Linked DNA regions of Arachis hypogaea: region 2 is linked to region 1. A link is a contact called in public Hi-C data. All regions are on one chromosome and are shown on one strand. Each heading gives the region's core, a stretch centred on a gene start, on an enhancer-like site or on the middle of the called end of the contact. The rest is flanking DNA. Distances are from core to core; before and after follow the strand shown.

The links. Hi-C and Micro-C count contacts between places; a contact is called where the count stands out from the background.
Region 2: a Hi-C map of an unstated tissue shows a contact between it and region 1, with 4 times the contacts expected there. The contact joins the promoter of LOC112790258 here to the enhancer-like site in region 1. A contact is called at or near these places in 3 of 8 Hi-C or Micro-C datasets (leaf and an unstated tissue).

What each region holds. Positions count from the first base shown.
Region 1 is chr3:35,129,747-35,135,506 of arahy.Tifrunner.gnm2.J5K5, reverse strand. No RefSeq gene overlaps it. Among protein-coding and RNA genes, the nearest start is that of LOC112790257, 18 kb to the left of the region's middle. Within about 2 kb of position 2,291, at least 3 of the 3 cell types and tissues checked have open chromatin away from gene starts, as enhancers often do.
Region 2 is chr3:35,212,216-35,217,975 of arahy.Tifrunner.gnm2.J5K5, reverse strand. LOC112790258 (aldehyde dehydrogenase family 2 member C4) reads right to left here and starts at 2,758. Exons shown (of 8, transcript XM_025832572.3): 1 at 2,270-2,758; 2 at 831-973. The coding sequence starts at 2,366. LOC112790259 (aldehyde dehydrogenase family 2 member C4) reads right to left here. Exons shown (of 9, transcript XM_025832573.3): 3 at 4,896-5,279; 4 at 4,346-4,435; 5 at 4,082-4,255; 6 at 3,674-3,811; 7 at 3,425-3,562; 8 at 3,287-3,348; 9 at 2,824-3,209. The coding sequence ends at 2,936.

The DNA of each region.
Region 1 (5,760 bases), core at 1,042-3,541:
ATGCGTGTGCGTAGATCCGCAAGCTGATTTTTTTCTCGCTTTCTATCGCAAGCGCTCTTGAAGGGGAGAGCGTAGCGCTCTTCATATGAACGTAGAGCGTTCTTGAAAGAGTGCAGCATTCCTTGCTTTATTCACGGTAAGCTTCCTTTTGATTAATGGCCCCATGCTAGAAAATTAAATGGCTCATTGCGTGCATAAGACCATCTCCAGTAGGGAACTCATCTCAGTCCCTATTTATGGCCCACCTGTCATAAAAAGTAACTCCACATCAGCTTTTGCGTTATAAACGGTAAATAGGAACTCAAAGTATCTCTCTCTTCTCCATTAGGAGGAACTAACTTTAGTCCCTATTGTGGTCCCACTTAATTAATTAATTAAAATACTTAAAATTAATGTAATTGATTTTTTTAATAATATTATTTAAATTTATAAATTTAAAATAATTAACTATTAAAAGATATTAATATTAAATAAATTCATATATAACAATAATACACAATATATAATTGTGGATTACACTAATTTATAGTTTTGTGTTTACAACTGCTAATTTTAATAATATTGTTAACATTTTAAATTTTAAAAATAAAAATAACTAACTCAACTAAGAATTATTTTGTAAGGTGTAAAAATTAAATTTATTTTTTAATGTAAGTAAATTTAATTAATTATAATTTAATATAATAATATAAATAATATTTAATATTAATTATGATATAAATAATTAATATAAATTATTAATTAAATAAAAATTTAATTATTTAATATAATTAATTATTATTTAAATAATTAATATAAATTATTTATTAAATAAAAATATAATTATTTAATATAATTTTTATTATAATTATTACTAATTTAATTATTATTTCATTATTTAATATAATTATTTAATTATTTTAGATTTTATATTATTATTTTTTTAAAATAATTTGCCAAATGACAAGTTATTATTGGTTAATTTGAGTCTCTATTTAGAGGAACTCCCTCATCTTGAGACTCGTGCAGGAACTCATTCCTTGTCTCCTCCAATAGTTAGAGTTCCTATGTATCAGAAAAAAGTGAAAGAGGAACTCACCATTGTAGGTGCTCTAAATATTATTAATCGCCTTGCATATTATATTAACGCATGCTTCATGAATTGATGGCGTTAATATCTTCATGCATGCATGCTTTCATAAGCTTTATTTGATTAATTAGTAATGGCAATGTATTACTTAATTAACGCAAAGCTTCATTTGTTCATTCATTGCCAATTGGCATTAATAATTAAATGCATGCATGCTTTAATTATTAATTCAATGATAATGCATGCATAAGGCATTAATGTATCACGTTACTAATGCCAAGGCTTCATGGTTCATGGGCCACGCTTTTGCTCAATTTTTAAAGCGTGTTCCAAAATTCCTCTTTTTTCTTTCTAACCTTAATTTGTGTTTTTTTTGCTTCTTTTTCTATTTATTTTTTACAAAATTTATAAAATCAAAAGATCAAATCAATATACTATTTAAGTATTAAAACACTCAATAATTAAGCATAAAACATTAATTTCTTGTATGAAAAAACATAAAAAAACCTAACATAATGTGCAGTCATCACTAATTAACAAATATTTTAGTTTTCTAATATGAATTCTATAGATACTTTAATATTTTAAACTAGAAATCAAAATTTAAGTTATCATACGAATAAAAAACATCAAAATAAAAACCTTTTTAATCTTTTAATACTGACATCAAAATACCACTTTTTCATAATATCAAAAAAATTCTTTCATTCTTTTTTTAAAATTAATCAAAAGGATATACTTAGTTTTCAACTATTTCATCAATTTGTTACTTATTCTAACAGACCCTTTTATAATTAGGACTACTTTAAAGTAGAATTGTCTAAATTTACATATTTTTTGTACGGTACTAATATATACCATTAAATTGGAATATTCTTCCCTAGTCCTTTAAGAACCAGCTTCAAATTTTCCTACCTTAGACATTTCTTTTAAACAACTTGTTTTGTGCAATGTTTTGCGCTAGGTTCGATCGTGTATGGAGCTTCCGCATTAATTTTTCGGGTATAAAATGAGCAATGGACGTTATTATCAAACCCATTCCACTGGTGTAAAAGCAGCCCAAACCATGCCCAACTAAAGAAATACGAACTACATGTTTAAATTAGCCCAATCTGCCAAAAACAAAAAAAAATTCCACTAATCACTAACATTAGATTCATGCTTGTATTCCTTAGTAATGTGGTTGGGAATTTTGTTGTGCCTACCCTGACCCAGTAGAAGTTTAGTGGGCTTATTTCGGCCCATTCCATCATTCTTGTTTTTTGATAAAGAAGTTGGTTGCCACATGTCAACGTAAATTGAAATTTATTTGCTTTTGTTTGGGCCAACCCTTGTTGTTGGCCATTTTGGGTGGTTGATTCGAAAAATGAAAACGGGATTTCAGTTGGGGAGGTAAGTAGAAAACGAATGTCTGGTAATAGATAAGAGCATCCTCTTCAGTGCACGATATAACAATTGTGAATGTGTGTGACTGTGCTTATCGTAACTGCAGGAGGTGTGTCTAGGGGCATACTCGAGATTTGGAATCGGATTATCTTGTTTGTGTTGGAAAATATATGTCGCCAGCTTGCACTCATCACTCGATAATCCCATCCCAAGAGTTGGCCAGAAGTACATATTAAAGCTTTGCAAAGGAACATTCATGGAGGTCAAAGGAAAAGTCGTTAGCCTCATTCATTGGAAATGGAATATGCATGCTAGACGTGAAGCATTAACATGGGTTATACCAGTGGAATAGTCGGGAGGCTTGAATCCACATTGCTGGTTGACCGGCGGCTCTTGCTGCTAGCAACTTGGCGGATCATTGGGCGCCGTTTGACCCCAATTGTGGGGGGTCTTGGCGGCAGGCAGCTGAGGTTCAGAAGAGGCCGCATTTTCATCGGCATGATTTCCACATGGTCAAGCCGGGGGAGCGTCTCCAGTTTCTGTGTCAGAGGTGTGGAGCTATACAAGCCAGCTAGCTGTGTCATACGTTCAAACTGACTGCACACTGGAAGGCTCCGCATATCCTGCATAAAGTTCGTTACCACATATTAGGGAAAGGAACAAGGCTTTGGATTGAAGACCAATATGAAGTATTTTTACCTTCCCTATTGGACTACCAGGTTGTTCCCCTAGGAGGGCAGCATCGTTGGGGGACGTCTTTGGAGTGCCAATAGCCCAGTGTAGGGAGAAGAACTGTCCTAAACCTAAAGATACTATTAGGGTCGCGGTGGACATTTTACCCTATGTCAAAGGCAACTCTTCTATCACAACAACATCATCTTCTGTGGGGGAGTTAGGAACAAAAATGTCCAACAGTGAGTTGTCCAGGGACTTTGCGGATTGCCTTCCCTTTATCCTCTGAGGATTTCACAGCTGTTGTTGTGCCCTGTTCATGAAGCTTCTCACCATGCCCAGATGGGTGTGCTGTCATTTTTGGCACCTTTTTATTACCACAACGGCCTATGAGATCCGCACCGTCGGCCCCTTCATTTTCCCTATTAGGCCTTGGAATCATCACAATCTTATGGTAGTCCTCATAGTGAGTTTGAATCAAAAGGATCTGAAGGAGCATGCCCTCCGACAAATCCGATTTGGTCTCCAACATTGCTATGCGAGCCTCTACATTGGCAACCTTTAGCTTGATGCCCTGCAGAATGTAGCACACAACCATTCATAGTTTAATACGTAAATTAGGACCCAGATGTGAAGCTCGATGCTTTCATGATCGGGTGGAAAGGGACCTTCCCGCATAAGAAACATGTGTCGCATTTGTATTTAGGGTTTTGCTTTTCAATAAGGTACCGACACATGCTTCGTCACCGGGGTCCAGAAGAACAGAAACCAAAACTCAACGCAGCGGAACACTTCATGGGGTTTCACTCACTGCCACTGCTTGCTGTTAACTCGACATGAGTATAGTAAACACATATACCTACACAATGTTCAAACCATGTAGGGTCTCCACACATAGCTCAGCCAAATCAACTAGGCAGCCAACTAAGCATTTCTCCTCATTTTTGACAACATCAGCACCACCATCGACTGGTTGGAACAGCTACTCCAGCAGAGACTGTTAAGGTATGAACATGAGGTTAGCATGTGAGACTCTTTCAATCGATCTTAAGTCACAAAAAGAGACGCTACCAACCACGACAACACTCTAAGCATTAACTATAGTAACACCAACAACAAAAAAAAAATTAGAAAAGGGAAGTCAACAACACAAACCAGGTCAACACTATGCTCCAAGTTCATGCTGTTATCCTGAATGGTACCAAGGGCATCAAAGGTGTCAACGCGGAGCCCGTCATTGGCCCTACAGGGAAACAGCAAAGAAAATTTTAACTCACAAAGATCCGATTTTATCAACGTGATCAAAATAACGGCAGAGAAAGTATCATCGACCATGTACATGGCTTGCCCGACATCAGCAGAAGGATCCTGAGAATCTATAAAAAACGGGTCGAATGTTTCCATTTCTCTACTCGTGGTGTTAGCGGGGATGATTTGGATACCACCGTCTCCAACTTAAAATAAACATAGCTTTGTGTCCATTAAACCTATAGGGATTTGAGCATAAATGGGAGATGATGTGACTGTCACCTATCAATGTCATCAAAGGGGTAAAATAGAGGGTAACCACTCCGCTTTTTTATTCCTTTGGTGTATTGTGATGCGTGGAACACCTGTGGGCCTTCGTCCTTCCTGTTTCTAGTCAATTCCACATGAAACGTTAATTCACCAAATTATTGGATCTGATGGCGTTGGTTTTGGTTCACTTTGCCCATCTTGACCGCTGATTTCCTTATCTGTGGAAGGTAACACATCAATCAGGGCTATTGTACTACCAACCTTGTGGACACAAGTTTCCCGCCTATTAACAAAAATATTCACTACGCTCACTCGCTAAACCACCTAAGGGTAACAAACACCATAACAGATCCGTCCAGGCGTGGCATGAATTTGTGAACATTTAGGGTCAAGGAAATTTAAACGTCTCAACCAATAGTCCAACCCTTTCCGCTGCTCCTAAACCATTCTTACAAAAGCCAACAAACTAACCATTGTCACATACTCAGAGAATGGTAGGCGATTGAAGCCAACACACATGGCTTTCTTTAGAATGGTTAACCCTAAAGCCACACAACACATGCTCAGATTATCCACCGTTATGAAGATGGGCCGTAACTTTGGGCCCATTGGCAGCGATGGATAGGGCTTAATTCACAAACCTGGTTTCAAAAAAAATAAAAAACCAAACGTTTGAGGTTCATATGCTACAATAATTGTCCACTATTTGTTCCTCATCTTCACATTTCTGTTCCTTGGGGAATGAGAATGAAAACGTCTTCTAAAGAACTTCTGCATCTCCTATCGTAGGCAAATCATTCTCACCTGTCATAGAGGGTAGCTTGTCTCTTCCTTCGTGTCCTTTTAGACCCACATGCTCGGTCTGTAGCTATGCTTTGGGGTCCCTGGTAGAAACACATTTCGATTTTTAAACGAGTAACCACAAAGTCATTTTGAAATTTAAAAATCACGTTTAGAGAAGACTAATAAAAAATAGTGCAAGCTTCCTTAACAATGTTCACCGCAACTAATCCCCCGATGAATAAGACCACATGCAGAAAAAATTAAAATTATCGTCACAACCGACTATAATTATTCACATGGCCACACGGGATTTCCATTTTATCTAATTTATT
Region 2 (5,760 bases), core at 1,509-4,008, 82 kb before region 1:
TTTGGATTTAAACTCATAAATTAAATAAGTCAAATTTAAACTTAGATAAACTTAATTCATTAATTTATAAGCTGATTTAATTATATATAATATTAAAATTATAAATTAAAAACATATAAGATATGCATATTAATAATTTAATATATATACATATAAAATAGTAATATATAATTTTGTATATATATTAATGTTCTTAATTATTTAAACTTTTATAATTATTTTGATGTAGGATATAAATAAAAAATTTATAATTAATAGATAAATAATATATTAAATTTATTTTACTAATATTTTTAATATATATAAATTATAATTTATTAATATAGAATTATAGATTATGTTTCTATTATTTGAACCAATTCGTGAGCTTTCGTTGAGTCGAATTTGAGCTTACGAAATAGGTTCGATTGTTAATGAGTCGTGAGCTGAACTTGAATTTGGTCTAGTTCGACTCAACTCGACTCACTTCCAGCCATAATTGTAGCAAACTTAATGTTTACACATTTCTACAATAATCAAGTACGTTTTTTAATGAATATTCAGATAATTAATATAAAAAAATTATTTTATATATAATATATAAAAATTAAATTTTAAATTTTTGATTCAAAAATATTAGACACTAATATTTTTTATTAATATTAATTAAAACTTTAAATTAATATTTATTTTTAAAATTTAAAATAAAAATATATTTATTAGTTAAATATTAATAAAAAATAACAAATTTTGTTAACCACCCGAATTTACAATTACGTGTTGGTTCTCTATACAGTAGTAGTTCACTAGTTCTAGAAGAAATAACAGAAGAGGGATAAAAAGGTCCGTACAATTCCGGTCATGCGGGGCCATGGACCTGTGTCAAATGCCTCACGCGCCACTGCAACAGCAGCATCAATGTCTTCTTTGGTTCCCTCACTGATCTTCACTATTACCTCTCCTGTTCTCGGATCTATTGTCTCAAATGTCTTCCCTGTTTGTTTTGTATAGCAAAATACAAAATTATTATTTAAAGGTAAAGAACTATTTTCATATAGAATTATTAGTTAAAAAATATTAGATGATTTAATATATTTTATTAAATTATTATATAATAATGTTTAATTAATAATTTTATATAAAAACATCTGTACATAAATTCTACTTTATTTAACACAATATTAAATCTATTTTGTATTACTTATGACAATGAAGTCTAGCTAAATTTTGATTATCTTTAAATATGTCATTTAAATTCTTTACTATTAATTTAATACACAAGTTGATTATATATTGTGTGCTTTATATAAATATATTATATTATAGAGAGGAGAAAAAAATTAGAAAAAATAATATGTTGGTGCAATTAAATAAGGGAGTCATTCACGTAAAGATGTTTAAAACATTTTTTTTAAAAAATATTTTTTTAATAATTAATATTCAACCTATATAATCGATCAAATTGTGTTATTTTTGTCAAAATTAGATAAAATAAATCGATTTGACCAAAAAATCGATAAACCAAATCTTGAGTCGATTTAAATTAATATTTTTTATAAAAATAACTATAATACTCTTATTATAGAAAATAACTTAAAATATTTCTACTATATATTTTAAAATTCTAAATTCTAACCTTTCTCTTCTCTTTATGGCATCATAGAATTAGAATTTAAGATTTTCAAAATTAATATATATATAATAAAAAATATTTTAGTAATTTTTTATAATAAGAATATTATAATCATTTTTTATAAAAAAATAAATTAATTTAGATCGGTTCAAGATTTGATTTATCGATTTTTCAGTCAAATTGATTTGTTTGGTCTAATTTTGACAAAATAGTACAGTTTGATTGATTATATAAGTTAAATTTTAATTATTAAAAAACGTCTTTAGAAAAAGACGTTCTAAGCGTCTGAGTGACTCCCATTAAATAAAGTATCATTAATTTGGAAGCCACCTCCTAAAACTGAGGTACATATAATACTTTATCTTTTTTTTTATTTTTTAAAGGAATGAAGCATAAAGATGTATATACATCGGATGAAATACAAGAAGTGAAAAGATCGAAGAAAGCAATGAGTTATCTCTCAAATGATATAGTATTCTCATATTCACTTAAAAAGTGACGAGTTCGAGTCTCTTTATTTTTTATAAAAACAAAAAAAGAAAAAATTAAAGAAAAAAGGGATAAAATTGAAAACAAAAAAAAAAAGGAAAAAGGAACAAAGCTGGTAGTAAAATGAAATGAAGGATCAATAAAAAGGAAGAAAAATAGAGATGGAACCTGATATGGAATCAACAAACTGTCCATTGATGAAGAGCTTAGTAAACTTGATAGTGGGCATCTTGAATAAGGAATCAGAGACACCATTATCAACCATCTCTACTGTAAGGACTCGCCCCCTGTGTGCGCGCGCGTGAGTGTTTTCCTTAATTATTGGAAGCAAAGAAAGAAAAAGAATATAGGATCGTTTTGAGGGGTTATGTACGATGGAAACAAGAGGTCTTATCAATTATTGCTTGCTTGTGGATGGAATTTTGGAAATTAAAGCTTTATATAATAATGCGCGATTCTCGATTTTCACCTACTACTTTATTTCATTTATTTCTTTTATCAAATTTAAACTATTATTGACTAATCATGAATTTGTGGTTTGGTTGAAAAGACTGTTAATAATGTATATGATGGGATTTTAGTAATCTGACATGTTTCCCGCGAGAGGGTTCTGAATCGCTTTATCATTTTGGATTCATAGCATATCACAACATATCTGATTAAAGGCACTTTATGAAACTATATTTTATACGAAGAGAATTGCCGTGCGATACGCAAACTCGGAAAGCAGGAAATAACATATTGAATTATTGATTACCTACTAATGTGATCCTCCTGCCTTATTAAACATAATATAAATGCAGGAGGAGAATTTATATATAGTTTATGTCATATTCAAAGCCAAGGAGAATCGTAAATAGGTGTGACAACAGATTTAACTTGTAGGTATTTGTGAAGTGCATCCAATCCGGAATCTTTTCCAAATCCACTCATCTTATACCCTCCAAAAGGAACATCATCCCCAAACGCAAAGTAGCAATTGATCCAAATAGTCCCTGCACGAATGGACCGTGACATTGTGTTTGCTGTGTCTATGTTCTTTGTCACTATCCCCGCTGCTAACCCATATCTTGTGTTGTTTGCACTCTTAATTGCTTCCTCAATCGTCCTGTTTTTTCAGATCATCAAATATACTTATTGCACTTTTTCCTTAATGATAACGATAGAATTATCTATCTCACTTACTTGAACTTCTTGAGTGCCATCACAGGGCCAAATATTTCATCTTGTGCTATAAGCATATCCTCCTAATTAAACGGCACAGTTGTTAAAATAATTAATTATCTACCTAATTTAAACTCTTGATGACTTAGAATTACTCACCTTCACATCAGAAAAAATTGTTGGTTGAATGTAATAGCCCTTGTTGCCCAGTGTTTTACCCCCAGTCAACAGGGTAGCACCTTGTCTCTTTCCATGTTCAATGTAGGAAAGGACTTTTTCAAATTGGTTCTTGTCAACCTACATTAATTATATCGAAAATAATTAGCCACCAGAGAATTAAGAATCATAATGAGTTAGTGTGTCAATGTGTATATATTGATCGCAAGTCTTAACTAACTAATTAATTACCTGAGGTCCTTGCTGAGATTTAGGGTCAAAAGGATCCCCAACAACCCATGCTTTTGCCTTCTCTACTAGCTTCTTTTCAAATTCATTGTAGATACCTTCCTGAACAAACACACGCGAACTTGCAACACAGACTTCTCCCTGATGGTGTGTGACACGCGGTAAGAAACAGATAAAAGAATTATAGGCAGAGATATAATTCTTATGACTATGCTAAGTATACATCAAAATCAACTATTAAAATGAATCATAATATAAAATATACATTGAAATATAAAATATATATATAAAAAAATAAAAATTACACGTATATTTATACACAACTCTATAATAACTAATTTGATCACTGATTTTTAGTATTCGCATAACATTTTTGTAATTCTTAATTGAAAGCAAATGTATGTTGTTGACCTTGTTAAATAGGATGCCCAAGAGAGCAAGGTCAGCAGCTTTGTCAATATCAGCATCATCAAAGATAATGAGAGGTGATTTTCCTCCTAATTCAAGTGACACTTGTTTCAAGTTGCTCTTTGCTGCAGCTTGCATTATTTCACGCCCTACTTCTGTTGAACCTGTGAAGCTAACCTGAAAATATGTATATTTATTTATTCATTAAATGTTACATACTCAAAACATTGCAAATAATGTGTAACATGTAACTAAACTAGTAATTACTTTATCAATGTCCATGTGTGAGCTTATTGCAGCACCAGCAGTTGGGCCGAATCCGGGAACTACATTAAGCACTCCATCCGGAACTCCAGCCTTCAGAATTGGAAATTATGGTAACAATTAGACAAATGAATATGAAAAAGGATGTTAGCTCTAGCTAGTAGTTTTAATAATAATAATAAAAAACAGAGTAAAATGACAATTAGATTCATGAGAATTTCGACCTCATACTACTTAAGTTTTGAAGAAGAAAAATACTAATTAGATCCTCCATAATAGTAAACAATGGACATGTTATGTCCTTCTGTTTATGGATAATTCAAAACGAAATAGAGTTGCCCATGTGTTTTGTTATCTACATAATATGTCTTGTTGCTACGACATGAGCATGGGACAATACTATCAACTGCTCTCTATTTACTATTATAGAGGATCTAGTTAGTTTTTTTTTCCTTTAGATACTAATTAGTCTAAGGTCGAAATCCTCAAAAATCTAATTATGCCTGGCTGCCTGGACTCTGAAAATAATGTGTAGAATAATAATGGTAGGTACCAGTTTGGCTAGATGAGCATAAAACAGAGCAGAGAGTGGTGTCTGCTCTGCAGGCTTGAGGACCATGGTGCAGCCTGCAGCCAAGGAAGGGCTAACTTTAAGGAAGAACATGGTGGTTGGGAAATTCCATGGAATGATGTGTCCAACAACACCAATTGGTTCCATCAATGTGTATGCATGGAACTGCCCAGACATCTTTAACACCTCTCCATGGATTTTGTCAGCAGCACCAGCATAGTAGCGTAGAGTGTTTGATGCTGTAGGAATGTCCACAGCCTTGCACATATGATACAATTTTCCAGCATCAATGGTATCTAGTGCCGCGAGTTCTTCCACGTTTTCGTCAATTAGTTCTGCCCATTTCATCAAAATCTTTGCTCTCTCCTGATCACCACATACATATATATATGCTTGAAACATTCATGTGGATTCAAAGTAACACATCCAGGGAAATTTATGTTACTGCATCTGCATGCAGTACCGATCATGATTGAGTTTATGTGACAAGTAAAGTTATACTCCCTCGATCCGTCTCATATTAAGTGTCTCTTTTCATTTTAAACATGCAATATGTTGCTTTTTTAAAACACCAAATTATATTTTGTCTGATAAAACAGATGTTTTTATAAAAGATTAAAATAATAAGTATTTGTAAAAAAAAAAGGGTCAATCCAAACTCACCTGGAGTAAGATAAAATGATTCAAGGTAAATATGAAAAAATTAATGAGGAAAATTATCATAAGTTATGATTATTATCAGTTATAGTTGCTTAGGAGACGGAGGCTGATTTTTCAAAATCAAATTGCGTTTAATTTCATAAATCAGGAATTAAAAATATTTAAAATAAAAATCAATATAAGAGTT